4 separate regions of the Mus musculus genome follow, and all the other regions are linked to region 1. The links are chromatin contacts, called in public Hi-C and HiChIP or PLAC-seq maps. All regions are on one chromosome and are shown on one strand. The core of a region is the stretch at or near the end of the contact, and the rest is flanking DNA. Distances in the headings are between cores, read along the strand shown. Region 1 overlaps Samd12 (sterile alpha motif domain containing 12). Region 2 overlaps Gm41323 (a long non-coding RNA gene). Region 3 holds the start of Colec10 (collectin sub-family member 10). Region 4 has its middle 68 kb from the start of Gm41323.

The links. HiChIP or PLAC-seq counts read pairs in DNA pulled down with a chosen protein or histone mark. Hi-C and Micro-C count contacts between places; a contact is called where the count stands out from the background.
Region 2: a CTCF HiChIP or PLAC-seq map of the NIH/3T3 cell line shows a contact between it and region 1, with 9 read pairs. The contact joins two enhancer-like sites. A contact is called at or near these places in 2 of 15 datasets of contacts at CTCF or cohesin (the NIH/3T3 cell line and large pre-B cells) and 11 of 484 Hi-C or Micro-C datasets (the C2C12 cell line, adipose-derived mesenchymal stem cells, embryonic fibroblasts and 8 more).
Region 3: a contact with region 1 is called in a Hi-C map of embryonic fibroblasts, with 4 times the contacts expected there. The contact joins the promoter of Colec10 here to the enhancer-like site in region 1. A contact is called at or near these places in 11 of 39 promoter capture datasets (the 3T3-L1 cell line, 3T3-L1-derived adipocytes, the HPC-7 cell line and 7 more) and 3 of 484 Hi-C or Micro-C datasets (cerebellar granule neurons, embryonic fibroblasts and uterus).
Region 4: a CTCF HiChIP or PLAC-seq map of the NIH/3T3 cell line shows a contact between it and region 1, with 8 read pairs. The contact joins two enhancer-like sites. A contact is called at or near these places in 3 of 15 datasets of contacts at CTCF or cohesin (the NIH/3T3 cell line, large pre-B cells and pro-B cells) and 2 of 484 Hi-C or Micro-C datasets (adipose-derived mesenchymal stem cells and bone marrow-derived macrophages).

Annotation. Positions count from the first base shown.
Region 1 is chr15:53,687,794-53,691,635 of GRCm38.p6, reverse strand. All of the region lies in intron 3 of Samd12 (sterile alpha motif domain containing 12), which reads left to right. Among named protein-coding and RNA genes, the nearest start is that of Mir28c, 75 kb to the right of the region's middle. Within about 2 kb of position 2,240, at least 51 of the 459 cell types and tissues checked have an H3K27ac peak or open chromatin away from gene starts, as enhancers often do. A contact at or near this core is called in the C2C12 cell line, the NIH/3T3 cell line, adipose-derived mesenchymal stem cells and 4 more, where this site is marked.
Region 2 is chr15:52,920,575-52,924,416 of GRCm38.p6, reverse strand. All of the region lies in intron 3 of Gm41323 (a long non-coding RNA gene), which reads left to right. Among named protein-coding and RNA genes, the nearest start is that of Gm41323, 11 kb to the left of the region's middle. Within about 2 kb of position 1,911, at least 18 of the 459 cell types and tissues checked have an H3K27ac peak or open chromatin away from gene starts, as enhancers often do. A contact at or near this core is called in the C2C12 cell line, the NIH/3T3 cell line, adipose-derived mesenchymal stem cells and 3 more, where this site is marked.
Region 3 is chr15:54,409,100-54,412,941 of GRCm38.p6, reverse strand. It overlaps Colec10 (collectin sub-family member 10), which reads right to left and starts at 2,168. Exons shown (of 6, transcript NM_173422.3): 1 at 2,017-2,168. The coding sequence starts at 2,164.
Region 4 is chr15:53,000,072-53,003,913 of GRCm38.p6, reverse strand. No RefSeq gene overlaps it. Among named protein-coding and RNA genes, the nearest start is that of Gm41323, 68 kb to the right of the region's middle. Within about 2 kb of position 1,778, at least 31 of the 459 cell types and tissues checked have an H3K27ac peak or open chromatin away from gene starts, as enhancers often do. A contact at or near this core is called in the NIH/3T3 cell line, where this site is marked.

The DNA of each region.
Region 1 (3,842 bases), core at 991-3,490:
TTGGCCGTCCCTCAAAAGTGCAGTTTGAAAGAACAGCGAGAAAGTAAACTAGATTTATGAACATGTCTACTGTGCTCCCTGGAATAAGTGTCAACAACAACAACAACAAAAAAGAAACAAATGATTCCTAAACTACTAAGAGCAAAGCCATGCTAGATCCAGAAGATCATAGACCAGCTTTGAAACATCATCCTTTAAAACAATGGCTGTTTCATGCATCCCTTAATAAATGCTAATTCAGAAGTCACAAATTATCTGGTCTTCTTCATAGAAAGAATGTGTAGTAAATACTAGAGACATAGGAGCAGAATGGATGAAGTAGAAGAATGAACCAACTGAAAATCCAGTGAGCTGTGCATTTGCCTGGCATCATAAGGCAGGTGTTCATCCAAACGAGTCTCAGATTCCTCGTCTGCAGAGCCATGCAGTTGGAATACAAAATCCTCTAGAGATGTTTAAACAGTAAGATCCTAAATTGGGCATTTAGCAGTTGAATATTAAATAAATCATTGTTAATAATAGGTTATTATGCAAGATGATACTGTGAATTGCACTACTCACACTAATTTATCTAATTCTGTTTCAGCATCTACTTATATCTTACAGTGTGAGAAAATAATAACATTTCTCCTCATTGTGAATATCCAATATTTTGGTCCTTTCATTTTCAGAGGATTTTTTTTCCCTCTGTGTTGTCCATTTGTTTACTTACTGAATATCTCATAGCTATTTCTATTGAAGTTTAATTATTTACCGATTAACCAAATAATTTGTAATTTATTATAAATTGCTAATTTACAAATCATTCATTACCTACTAATTGTTCAATTATCTTTAAATTAGTGCTCATTAATTTACTCAATAAACATTTGCCCAGCTATTACTGGAGGGCCAGCTCCGGGAGAATGGAGACACAGAGAAGACTAAGAAAGAGACAGGACTCATTGTTCGAGAATGGAGCTCTGTTCTGAAGCTGGGTGGTTACTAGGAGGACTCTCATAATGTAGTTTCCTTCACTAACCCCATTCTGCAGAGCTCCATTTTTTCCTTAATCCATAGTTTTTCCCCCAAAAAACATCATGGGCCACATTTCTAAACACTTCTTTAAATATGCAAATGTTCTGAAAAAAATCAAAATACAAACACAGTAGGTAACTCATTAAAATAAAATTGGAGTTTTACATAATCAAATAGTCTTCAGTGATGATTCTGCGAATGCATGTAGATGGTATGTATTTGAGGCGATGGTACGTATTTGAGATGGATGCTACAGCGAGGGCAAGCAAGCCTGGAGAAGTCAAGCAAGGTCCTGTTGGCTGAGAGGTTCTCCTCTGATTCTATCATATGTTGGTTGTCCTCAGTAGCACTTGGCCAGGTTAGCCAAGCCTCAATAAATGAATCTGTATGCCAGAAAATGGTTTGATTTTCACTTAGGACAATCTCTACAATCTGGAATTTTGGCAGCTGTACCATTTAGCTCAACAAGCTCTATGTTATTTTAGATGAAGCCCAGTCTCGGCTATTTGATTCTGTTCACGTTTAAAGGTTTCTTTGAATCCAGCTGACTCCCAAGGGCCTGTTAGAGGCAACTGAATAGAAGGGCAATGTCACTAATTATTCTGTACCAGAATTTGAGTGATGTTCCCTGACTTGGAGGGGTTGAGGGGGAGGCGGTAGGGATGGAAGCATTGTCTGGTCAAAGTTCTTTCCCTAATCTATTAGCTTAATTAATAGTAACAATTACTGTAGTTAGTAATCAGGATGCTAATCTATTCTTATAATGTTTTCTGTTTTTCTTTACGTCCCACTTTTCAATGTCATCGCACTGGTTAAGATGAGTAACTGTGTCTTTGTTTCCACTTCAGTAGAGCTGTTAAATTAGTGAACCCAGGTTCCCTGATTTGCTAGAAAGAAAATCTGATTTCTCCTTTTCCTTTTACAACTCCGTCCACTGATGTCTGTGCTTTGCTGAGATGTGGGGAATGTCTAAGAAAAAAAAATAGCCATCCAGAGAGAAGGGAAGGGGCACACTGAACGAATGACATTGAACCATAACTGCCATGGAAGGCCTCTCTTCCTCTCTTCGCTCTCACACGGGACAGGCAGACAGTTTGAGTCAGAGCTGCCACTTCTGCACATGGAATGTGTCCAGGAGACTTGGCTGTTCCACATGTGTGGGCAGATTGGACAGCTCATCCTTAAAACATACTTAGGAATGGAGACTGTTTATCCTAGAATGGGTTACTAAAAGCCGTAGGCTAGAAGGAAATGTAATGCTACCAAAACCTCATCAAGAGTCACCTTCCTGGTATGCTCATCTTGAACAAAGAGCAGAAGCTACACATTCTCCTTTAGTCAATTTTTTTTTCCAGTTAAGTACAACCTTTTGTCAAAAAGTGGTTTTGCCTTTCTGTTATTTTTATAACATAAAGTAACTGATTATCCCTAATAATGTACATGTACACTCAAGGATTATCTTGTTATCTTTATCCTTTAAAGTAGTTTATCCTCAAATTATCCGAATGCAAAAGGAAGCATGGCCATGGTGGCCGTGTGCATCTTTATATCTGTCTTGTTCTGGGAGGGTACAAACTAAAACATAAAAGATCTGAAATACAGAGCTGTGTGGTGGTTCTCAATCTGTTTGAGAAATTATCCTTGGAAGAAATATTTGCGAAGGATTATTTACCTGCTTTGTCCTAAAGACTTCTCCTCAGTCTTTGTGGGCAGGACACTAGATGGTGAGTAGTTTGCAGTTCTCTTGAGTTCCTCCAGGGGGAGCAGTTACACCAACTAACGGTAGAGTTGGCTTTGCAATAGCTTTCTATAGAGTGATAATTAACATATGCAGAGAAAAGGTTTGTTTAGACCCACATTTTGAAGATTCAGTACAGAAGTAGGCAGACCCATTGCTTTGATCTTCTGTGGGTAGACCAAAGGATGGGGAACACTGGACAGAGCATCCACGCATCACTTACCTAGAGAGCAAAGCTGGGCAAAGGCGGAGGTTCCACAGTCACCTTGAGGGTACATGACAATGACCTACGATCAGGCTCCTGTTCCCACCTTTTAAAACTACCATCTCTGAACAGCGCCACTCGTGCAGCTACGTGAGATGGGATGAGAGACGCTAGTAATATTCTTTTAAAAAGAAATTTCTCCTTAGTCACACTGGACTCTAAATTGATCAGCTTGCTGTCCTTCTCTGTTCCAGAAGTGTGATCGACCTGGTCAGTGTCCCTGCAAACTCTAGAACACTCTGCTAGCTAGGCCTTAGGTACGTAGTATTCACTGGGACATTCTGTGGTGATAGAACCTAACCTTAGCAGTGCAGGCTTATGGAAAATATGAAGGGATTACCTCCCCATTTAAGGGGTCTCCAGTGGTCTTCCTCATCTATACCATGAACCCCACCCTTTAATATAAAGCTACTTTTAGTAATAGAATATATATTGAGCCTAACATTTCAAAATGAAAGGGCTGGTTGAATTCTATTCAAAGACTTCCAGAGTAAGAGTAAAGGTCAGATACTAAGTGTGCTAAATTGAGATGGATTAGGTATGAAGTAGACTATTTCTCAGACTGATGCTGAAAAGCTATAAAGGTATTCCCCACTCCTTTCTTTCTTAAAAATGGTAGGTGAATACTGAAACGTCACTAAGATGTTGTAGATTTGTTGTTGTTGATGATGATGATGATTTTCTTAAGACAAGAGTTCCATGTATTCCATGTAGTCAGGAATGTCCTTGACCTTCTGATCTTCCTGCCTCCAGCTACTCAATGTTGGGACCATACATGGATGTAGTGTTTCAAATAGAACCAAGGGCTTTGTCTGTGTTTGG
Region 2 (3,842 bases), core at 662-3,161, 770 kb after region 1:
TAGTGACACACTTCCTCCAATAGGGCCACACCTCCTAAAAATACTACTCCCTATGAGCCAACCATATTCAAACCACCACACCACCAAAATCTTCATGCTACTACTGCAACAGTGAACACATCTTGTTAGTGGCACCGTATAATAACATGCAGTGTTCAGGGCTGGATAAGACCATTGATGTCTTTTGTTTCCCAGCAGCTTGCATAATAATTTGTGACACTATATATATAAAATCTATCCATCAGGGAAATAGTTTTTGGTCAATGTAGAGTTGATTTTTTTTTTTATGTCTTGCATTCAAAATAAATAATATCTTCAGTAGCAGGTTCTGTCAATCTAGTTACAGTGGACAATCAAGAGTAATAGGATGATTGATTTTGGAGACTAGGGCTGTCTTAGTCAGGGTTTCTATTCCTGGACAAAACGTCATAACCACGAAGCAAATTGGGGAGGAAAGAGTTATTCAGCTTATACTTCCATACTGCTGTTCATCACCACAAGAGACAGCATTTGTAATTCCTACTGGAGCTTTGAGGAGTTGACTGCCTGTTGAGCTTGCTTTGCTATTCAATCCAGCTGAAACAAAGGATGGGTCTGTGGGGTTTCCCTATTTAAACACAGAGCTGAAAATAAAACTTTGAGCCTTGATCAGAAACCTTTGTCTTGCCTCCATCCTTCTCTCACACACCCATCCTTTTTTATTTCCAGCCTCCCTTTCAGGTACTTATTTCACCCATGGCTGCTGGACAGCTACATATCTCCTATCTTTCCATGTCACCTGTATCTATTCTCTTCCCTAACTATTTCCTTAGAAAATCATGTTTCCCTAAACTTTTTGAGGCACCATTTGTTTGGTTTAATCTTTTGGCCAACATTTCATTTCCACATGCCCCACTTCTATATTTAAGGCTTTCCACTAAAGTGTGAACTCTTTCTACTTTCATTGAGCCCACTTTTTACTATCACCTATTCCTTAAAGCTTCCACCCCAGGGAAGCTGGTTATAAACTCCCAGAGACTATTATTACTTCAATATTCTGCTTCCATGGCTTATCTTTCCTTTACATTTACTGCTTACCTCATTAATTCCTGGTTGTCTCAGGTCTCAAATACCCTCCCCTTACACAGAAATCTGTCCTGTCCTCCCAAGGCCATTATTTATTTAAGGCCATTAAGGATTTATTCCTTGTGTGTGCTGTACTACTCTTGTGCTCAGACAAAAAAATTATGGAACTATCTTGCTTTGATATCAATGCCTGGTTTTTTCTTCCCCCCGCCCTCTAAACTATTTTTTTTTCTTTCTTTAATGTCTGGGTTATTTATGTCCCCAGAACTTTATCCCATGTAATATACTATTAATAAATGTAGATTAATGAATAACCTGGAATTATTTGATAAGTAATCTTTACTAAAATGTTAATGTCCTTTCCTTAGAGAAATTTGTCTTTTATTAGAAAAGGGCAGAAAATTTTAGATTTTTACCATTAATGAGCTGCTGGGAACCCTAGTTTACTAATTTATTCTTTTGGCTTACAGGTTATCAAGTATCTTGTTTGGGTCTCAGGGGTTTCCTGAGACATGGACAAATTGAAATGGTCTGCCACTCTAAATTTAGATCAACCACATCAGAACATGCTGTTCTATTTGCACAAAAATGAAAATAACTGGTATCATTTTCCTTTCTTGAAACTTCAGAAAAAATGTGTATTGTTTATTTGGCATGCAGTTATGACCACATACCTAATAGAAAACAACTTGAAGAAGTAAAGGCTCATTTGACTTACAGTTTCAGGATGTAGTCAATCACAGTGAGAGAAATATGGCTGCAGAAGTGGAAGGCATTTGATTACAGTGCACAGGAAGTAAGAAGGTGGAGAGACTAAACAAGAAGTGGAGTGAGGCTATGAAATCTCAAGGCCTACTCCCAGTGACTCACATCCTCCATTGATGTTCAGCCTCCTAAAGATTTAACAACATTCCCAAATAGCTCTGCCAACTGAAAAAAATGTGTATTGAAACCAAAATGCTCAAAGGCATGACCTTGTGGTGCATATTTCACATTCACAATACAATGTGCTGCTCTTGGTGTCCATGAAGCAGTGAAGCAAAATTCATACGTTCTACCTTTAAAAGTCCCAGCAGTCCCCATTATACTAACACTGGCCAAAGGTCAAAGGACAAAGTCTCCTTAGACTCAAGACAACCTCTTTATTTTTAGTCCCCATAGTGTAAAGAACAAGTTGCATAGGTTTAATATTCTGTGGGACAAAATAAACATTCCCATCCCCCAAAGGGAGAATTGGGGCATAGTAAAGAAAGCTTGCACCAAATCAAGACCAAGATCCAGGAGAGAAACGCCAAATCCTTCAGCTCTCTGCAATCTGGGACTCCTGTTGGAATCTTCATGAATGCAAAGGACTTTAGTAATAGTACATCTCCAGCCCCATTCCTCCAACTCTGGTGCCTGTAGCACATACATCCTTCCTTTTGGGCCAGTTGTTTTCTGTGTATATACCTTTTTTTTCAGTAGAAATCCCATGGTCCTGGCATCTCTGCTATCCTGGAGTCTCTTTGGAAACCAAGGCTGAACCTTCACAACTTCATGTAATGGTTTTTCAAGGCCCCCTTTTAGGCCTAAACTCTCCCTATACAATACATAGCCTCAATAGCTCTCTGGAATTGTATAACAAGACACATAACCCCTCAATCTTGCATCAAAACCAATATTATTTGAAGGAAGCTACTGAGTTCTGTTGCCAAAAACTATGCAAGCCTGCAGATACTTTGGTGGCTGCTTCTGCAAAATTACTTCCCTAGGCAGTTGTTTACAACAGGGAACACCTTTTATGACATTCTCAATTTATACTCTTTCTTTTCAAATAAATGTGCATTTTAGTAGGTTTGAGTTTTTGATCAGTGGAGTCTTGACCTGAGGGTAAGTTTCTCATTGTTCCAGAACATATATAGCAGAGGCTTTCTCTTTAATAGGTCTAGTTTCTTTAACAATTACAACCTCTTTTCTAGCTTTAAACTCATGCTTTCTTCCTCAACAAACTATACTTTTAAAATGTTCTTAATGCCAGACTTGTACCTCAATTTCATTATAGATCTGGATAATGACAATAAGAAGTACTGCCATATGACCACCTGAATGCTATCCTGCCTTGAAATTTTCTCTGCAAAACACATTGACCTGTTTCTTTCAAGTTCAGCCTCATTCAAGTTCCCAGGATAGAAGCAGAATGAAGACAGATTGTCAGGATATCACCTGAATGGCCTCTAGCCCAGATCCCAGTAGGATCATGTTCCTCTCTGAAGCCTCATGAGTTGGTCTTCCATTGCTGGTATTTCTCTCATTCTTCTTGTCTATGAAACTCCTCTGAGGTGGCCAATTAAGTTCTATTCATGGCATTTTAGGGCTATTCTAGTTCAATGTTCCAAACTTCTGCATTAGTCTTACAAACTAGCTCCAAATGTCTATGAACAACATGGTCAGTTTTAGTGCAGCAACAAACCTATTTCTTGGTACCCATTTTCAATATTAATTACATTTTTTTTTGTTGCTGTTACTGTGACCAAATACTTCTAAGAAGCAAGAATTAATTTTGTTTCATTTGGGAGGACAGTATGGTTCACCATGACAGGGAAGGCATTATTGCATTAACAGGGTCACATTGCAGGTGAACTCAGGAAGTAGAAACCATGAACAGAAAGTGACGTCAGATTATTCAACCTCAAGGCCATCACCAGTTACCCACTTCTTCCAGCAAGACTCTACCCCTAAAGGGCCTACAACCTTCCCAAACAACACCATTAGCTGGGAACCAGGTGTTCAGACATCTG
Region 3 (3,842 bases), core at 919-3,418, 720 kb before region 1:
CCATGAAACGCGGTGTTCTGAGGCACTGTCTCAGCTCCTCCTTCAAGGCACGCTTGTGGCTCTACCCTTCTGCACCAGCTTAGAATCTGTTCACAGTTCTCTCTGGGCTCAGCAAGATAGGCCAGCTTCCGAAGTTTAAAACGGTACTTGAATCTCTAATAAGATGACTCTACCTTTGCACTAGGTGAAGACATGACTAAAGAAGACTTATGGATGCTACTGGTTCTCAATAAACTCCACGCTAGGTTGAAGGGATAAAATGAAATAAAGTTGTTTAATTTTTTGGAAGGTAGATGCCTTGTTTTTTTTTTTTTCTCTTATAAAAACTTGCATTGCTTCTCATCAGGTAGATGAGGGTCATCCTCAACTTGAAATTCCCCTGCTTCAACCTCCTGAATGTTGTGGTACCTGGCTGATTTTGCAGAAATTTAAGATTTTTACTCCATATTGCATGTGGCCTTTGGAAAGCCAGAACTAATGAATGTTTTTCTTAAGCTCATTCGGCAGACTTGTTCCTGTCAGTACAATTTCTGTTGTCATCTGCTCTGCAGTATCATGCCCAGGTCCCAACTCAATACCCTCTCAGAAAACCTATGAAAAACAACTTATCTCTTTATTGCTTATGACACTAATATATTTAGTGTACTGCTGTGCCTAAGATGGGGACTTAAAATATACAGTCAATGTCTAGTAGTTGAATTGCAAAGGACATAGTTGTTGGATGGGAATGTGTTATGTTCAGGGTATTTAATTAATAGCTTTTTGTGCATTCTTATTCCATTGTAAAAATTGCAGCTTTTCTTCAAGGGGGAAAAAAACCATCAACTAGATTCTCTCAGTTGCACATTTGAGGAAGACTTTAACATCCAGTCTTCAGGACACCACAGGGAAAATGCAATTTCCTTGTATTCTGAGAAAGGTCCAGTAATAGACTTCAGTAAATACTATTTCTAACCAAAACTTTCCTCTCTGAACATTTGCCCTTACATTATTCATTTATTCACCACGGAAATGATTTGGAAGCCCCAAGGTCTCACTGTGACTCCCTCCGTTTATTTTATGGTATCAAAGGTTAGAAGCTGGATTGCAATCACAGGAGAAAATTAATTCAATGATTAAGAAAAATGCACTTTAAGCAATACACATTTAAATAACTGACAAGCATCGAGCCATGTTTCTTTCCTGCCTTTCTTCTTTTAAATCTTTTTTTTTTCTATTTGAGATTTTTTTAGCAGCTACAATTCTTCCTTCCAATAGCCTCAGGAAGCATAGCATGAATTACTAATAGAACAGAACCAATCTGCAGTGCAGTGACCACTTTCAGAACAAAAGGGTAAGAGCTGACACAAGGAAAACAGATTTATTTAACTGCATGCCCACCCCTCCACCCAAGGAAAAAATATCAACAACAGCTAGTGCTAGAAGGGGATTTGGACCTTAGACCTTGACTCTACTTGGGGAGGGGGGGAAGCAATATTTTACCATTCTCCACTGAAGGCAGTTGACCTCAGAGATTCCACTTTCAAATAAAAATATTCGTTTGTATTCTACTTTGGATCTTTAGTTAAAAATAATCTTCCACATTGGAACTTAGGAAACCATTAATTACAAAAGATATACTCTAGAAAAAAAAATTTGCCTCCTAGCTAAATTTCTCTTTAGAATCAATATGAGTGAGGAAAGAGAAGAAGGAAGGCAGCTCTAGAATAAAGGAAAGTGGTCTAACCAAAAGGTTATGAATCCTCACCCCCATCTAAACGCACTGGAAGAGGGTCTCAGGGTCCTCAGTGTTCGACATCACACTTTTATCCTAGGATTCCACCCTTTTCCACCTTCTCTAACTTACAATCCAGGGAAGCCTATAGGAAATAACTAATAGTCTACTGATTTGAAAAATAGACAGGAAATCAGAGGAAACTCAGAAGGAGGGGGAGAGAAGCCACACAGCAGCTAGGGTGGCTTTGAGGCGAGGAAATAGATCCATATATTGTATGAGATTTGAGGTTTCTTCCTCACCTTTAGGTCCTGGTGAAATGGTATGTGTGGCACAGACTTCTGCAGCTGATCGACTATCAACATCCAGACCCAGACTCTGAAAGTGCAAGAGAGCTAGCAGCAACAGCATGGATAGGTTGCTTCGAAGCAGGACTCTAAAGCCATTCATGACTGTGATTCTTCAACAGAGGGTCTCCAAGACACACGAAATAAACAGCATTATTTTTTTTTTAAAGTAAAACCTTCTGCTACAAACTAAAACAAGGAGGTATCTGGAAAGTACATTCCAGAAATGGCTGCAAAGGCAAGCAAGGAGGCATTCCCTTGGTTGTTTACTTTCTCAGGATCCCAAATGGACCATACATTGTCCAGACTGTTTCTTTTCCAATGACAACAGTTTATTGAAAATTATCTCTAAACTAAACACTCAGATATTCAGGTCAGTGCAAACCTCTCCATAAGCAGAGAGTACAGAGCTAACTGGTGCTTAGACCTCCAGCTGGCTCTGTAGTTTGCATTGAGTTGAATTCTGGGAGTGATGGGGAGGTTGTGACCTGAGATTTCTGCACATTTTGCAAGCATCAGGCATGGCTTTGAGTTTCTCATAATGGAGTGCTCGTGACTGAATGTGGCAGTTGATCACAGATGTTGTTAATAATTTCTATGACATACCTCTTTCTCTTGAGAGCATAAATTACCCTGAGAGTAAGCTCCAAATGAATGAATTTTTTTCTGTAAGTCAATCTGGTAATAAGAATGAAAGCTATTAAAAATGCATATAATTATGGTCTGGCACTTGTCCTTCTAGCACACTATCTCAAGGAAATAACATAAAATGAAGACAGCTTTATTTGGAAAATGGGACAAGATAGGAACAGATATGATTTGTCTCTCTCCACAATAATAGCTGACAAGTTATGGTAAAATACAAATATGTGCGTGTGATGTTTGTAGCAAGTTCTTTACTTAATTGTGGAGAAAGTGTCCAATTATATTTCTTAAATGACAGATGATTTTTATATAGACTGTATGGATTTGAGACAGACGGGTAGACATTATGGTGATCGAGGTCCCTGTATTTCTCTGTATATCTGTATTCTCATCTAACAGTGTGTTTCACTATGAACAGTCTAGATTTGATTGTAACTTATTAGAAAATTAGAATCAGTCATTTACATTGAAAAGACCTTTTCTATTCTTTTTAAAATTTGTGTTTCGCTGTATCTTTCCATGTCCCTACCCCTCACTTCCTTTCTAGCCCCTTTCCCTCTTCCCCATCTTCCTCCTCTTCTTCCCCCTCCTCTTCCTCCTCCTCCTTCCCCTGTGCGCTCTCTCTCTCTCTCTCTCTCTCTCTCTCTCTCTCTCTCTCTCTCTGCCCTGTGTGAAGAAGTCGACATTAGTTGTCAATCAAGTGCTCTCTACCTTATTTTCTGCTATAATGTCTTACTGTACCCAAAACTTGCCAACTTGGCTAGGGTGACCAGCCAGGACGTTCCTAGGGCCTCCTGTTTCCATATCAAGCACTGGGATTACAGGTACTGGGATGCCACTGTGTCCAGATTTTTTTTTTTTTAACATGGGTGACGGGTATCAAACTCAGGTACTCATGCTTTTATGGAAAACACTTTACCAACTGATTTATCTCCCTAGGCTCTTATATTCTTTATTATTGAGTTATTATATTAATAGATCTACTATATAGAATTGGATAAAAGGCATTCCAAAACCATTCCTTGGTTTGGAAATGAAATTCTTACAGGTACGACTGAGATAGTCCCTAAGAGACATCATTACAAGGAATAGCCAACCTAAGAAAAGAAAAACAAAAACCTGTATGTATGCCAGTA
Region 4 (3,842 bases), core at 529-3,028, 690 kb after region 1:
AAATAAATATTAGCTGATTAAATAAAAAGTTCTGGTTGCATATACAGTTACCAAACCTGGACACTATTGTGGGTGCCAACAAGTGCTTTCTGACAGGAGCCTGATATAGCTGTCTCCTGTGAGGTTCTGCCAGTGCCTGACAAATACAGAAGTGGATGCTTGCAGTCAACCATTGGACCCAACAGAGGAGCTAGAGAAAGGACCCAAGGAGCTGAAGGGGTTTGCAGCCCCATAGGAGGAACAACAATATGAACTAACCAGTACCCCCAGAACTCCCAGGGACTAAACCACCAACCAAAAAGTACACATGGAGGGACCCAGGGCTCCAGCTGCATATGTAATTGAGGAAGGCCTTGTCTGACACCAATGGGAGGAGAGGCTCTTGGTCCTGTGAAGGCTCGATGCCCCAGTATATGGGAATGCCAGAATAGGGAGGCGGGAGTGGGTGAACAGGGGGAGGAGTGATGGGATATGGGGCTTTCAGAGGGGAAATCAAGAAAGGGGATAACATATGAAATGTAAATAAAGAAAATATCTAGTAAAAAAAAGAGGCAAAATAATGATACTAAAAAAAAAAAAGTCCTAGTTGCTGTCCACTCAAGGGTGGAGACCATGATTGGATGTATAGGAAATGTTATGGCATACTTGTAAGTGTTAAGTGTGCAGAGAAGCACAAGTTAGGTGTTTCTTTGATAGAAAATCAATCTATAGGGGAAAAGAAGACTCTTTTGTGTTTAATTTTACTAAAGCTCTGTGGTGCTCCATTTAATAAATCTGGGACCCACAAGAAATCAATCACCAGATGAGACGATGTTCACACTAAACTTTCTCTGTATCAGGCAGAGGATGTCCTGTTTGTGTAAGAGAAGAGGAGGTGGTCTCTTCCATCTTTTGGAGTAATCCTGGAGTAGATTATCATGTGTAAACTATCTGGGAGACAAGCTACACTGAATATTGTTACGTCCACTAAACATTAAAGCATCCACATGGCCAGTGAAGGGCCAAAAATTGTTCAACTTATGATAATTATTGAACACATCTATAGTATTGGGTATTACTCAGATTGTCTTGCTTAAAAAGCCATTTTATCTGCTCAATTCAAGAAAATAGGTGCTGTTATGGATATCATTTTATTGCTGAGAAAACTAAGGTTACATAAACTAAAATAACTTTCCTAGGATCACTTTGTTGATAAATGGTGTTTGTTATCATTAGGGTTTACTGCTATGGACAAATACCATGCCCAAGGCAACTCTTTTAAAGACAATATATAATTGGGGCTGGCTTACAGGTTCAGAGGTTCAGTCCATTATCATCAAGGCAGAAGCATAGCAGTATCTAGGCAGATATGGTGCAAGAGGAGCTGAAAGTTCTACATCTTTGTCTGAAAGCTACTAGAAGACTGGCTTCCAGGCAGCTAGGACTAGGGTATTAAAGCCCATGTCCCCAGTTACACACCTATTCCAACAATGCCATACCTCATAATAGTGGCACTCCTGGCCCAAGAATATACAAACCATCATAATGGTATTAGGATTTAGATTCAGGATGTTTGTCTTCAGAGCCAGCTCTCTTGTTAGATGCTCGGAAAATTCTCATGTTCAAGGCTAATATAAGAAGCAAGACTAGATCATTTACAAGAAGGAAGATTGAGAAATATTAAAAGAGAAAAACAGCTCAGGGAGCAAGAAATGATATAAATTAGAGCAAATGAATCATGACTGTGGCATGAATGATGCAACATATTGGAATACAGTTCTCTCTTTGAAGGCAAATGATGTGAAGTTTGTTTAAGGAGGTTGGTTCTAATAGCTTAAAGTTGATGTCTGGGGCTGGACGGTATCTGACGTCATATAATTTACTGTCTAGCTGAGAAGAGAAGAATTATATTTGGATAACATTAGTAAATTATACAGGAGAGCAAATACATCACGGCAACTGAATGAGTACTATGGGTTAGACAGAGATCACATGAGAGGTCTTTTTCTCTGTGGTCATCATTTTGGGTTCACAGAGTCTGGCAAACTGAGAATTGCTTCCTCCAGAGTCAGAAGTTCTGAGTGCCAGGGAATAGCTGTCTCTGTGGTCTACAGTATTATATTTATGAATAATACTTTGAGAAGGCCTGTAGAGCATCTCTGGCTTGTCAAGATGAGGCAAACACAGCGATCCTGCTCTGGGGCCTCCACAGCCTGTTTGTACTGTTACCTGATGCTGGCAGTGGGGCTCTTCTTGATGGCCTCCTGTGAGAAGACTTGATTCCCTACTGTATTTGGCTGTGACAGCGGTCCTGTGGGTGGCTCCAGTATTAAGTTTGGAACAGAGGAAGTGTTGCAACACAAGCCAAGAATTGAATTTTATTTTTACAAGCTGCTTTTTATGGAATTGAATCTCTGTGACCCTCCCTGGTTACAAGAGGCTCACATTGGTGTAAGGGGCGGCTTGCATATCCTTCAATGGCAGGTAGATATTCTAACTATCCTCATGAGAGAGCACTTCCTTTGGGGAGCATCTTTAAATCTCGTGAATGATTTATTTTGGCATCTTTCCCCGCCACTATGTTTTAGCAGCACAGTCAGCTTTATGGGACAGGTAGATTGCTTTGCTTTAGAAGGAAGAGGTCTATCTCATTACTGCACATTCCAGTGTCCTTCTTCTCCATGAGAACCCAGGCTATGGCAGTTCAAATATAAATATGAGAAGTGGGGCTGATGGAGCAAATGAGGACTATCCCAAGCTTTCCTTGTGTCCGTGAGTAAAGGATTTGTTCACCTTCTGTTTCAGAATCTCCTTGGTAACTTAACCCAAAATCAAAACACCCTTCAGAAGATCCTGGCAAAGGAAATTATGCACTCATTAGCTTATAAAACAAAGTGGAAATGAAGAGGAAAGGGCAGAAGTCCCAGCCTCACTCTAACTCCTGACTCGACTCCCGTGGCTGGCTTTTGTTACTGGTGCTTTGATTTGGAGAAGTTATGTGCACTGGTGATTGAGAAATCAAGGAGAGACCATTTCAGGAGTTCTCAGGCTACATGACTTACTGTGAGTGAATAGACATGTGATATCTGTTTCCACCAACTGTAGCATGGAGCACCTGATCCAGCTCCAGGAAGGCTAAAGGCAAGGTCAATGTATGAATGCTGGTGACAGATGAGGGGATTATAACATAGCATCGTTGCTGTGGGTGGTCTGCTTTGTCTTTCCTCTGCGCTGACTCCTAGAATTGGAAGTATTTCTCCCTGCGAGACTGTGAGGCTGTCTGCTTATATTCTCTTTAGAAGCATGACAAAGCAGTGTCTCCATCAGATACCCGCCAGAGCAACCCCTGCTCAGAGATGCTCTCTGGTTGACCGTGTCCTCCGTTCCAGTGTGCTTTTAGTTGAGTGATGGATATACTTGATTCTGACTTTGCTTGGCATTAGGTATGAACTCATGTTCAGTCTTGGGAGCTGTCAGTGCGTGCTCTAAAGATAGGAGACTAAAGCAGCGATGAAGGGAGGGCCTCAGAGTGAACACCATGTCTCAGTGTTTTAGATGACTATTCTAGCAAAACTGATTGAAATGGGGAGGTGCAAAGTGTAAGGGGAAGCCCCTCCACCTCTTCTCTGAAAGGCTTACATCTTTGAAAACTTTCATATTATATCAAAGATACTTCCAATTGATATTAAAGGTATGAAACATAGAATGACAAAGATCATTGTGTTCTGAGTCAAAACATCAAAGAGGTGTATGGGATTTTGATTATATGTGTATATGGAAGTATGGATAGATTGATCTGTACCTTCCAGCAGAGAAAACTGGAGAGTGGGTGGTCATACATGGAGCTCTCAAGATTGATCAGA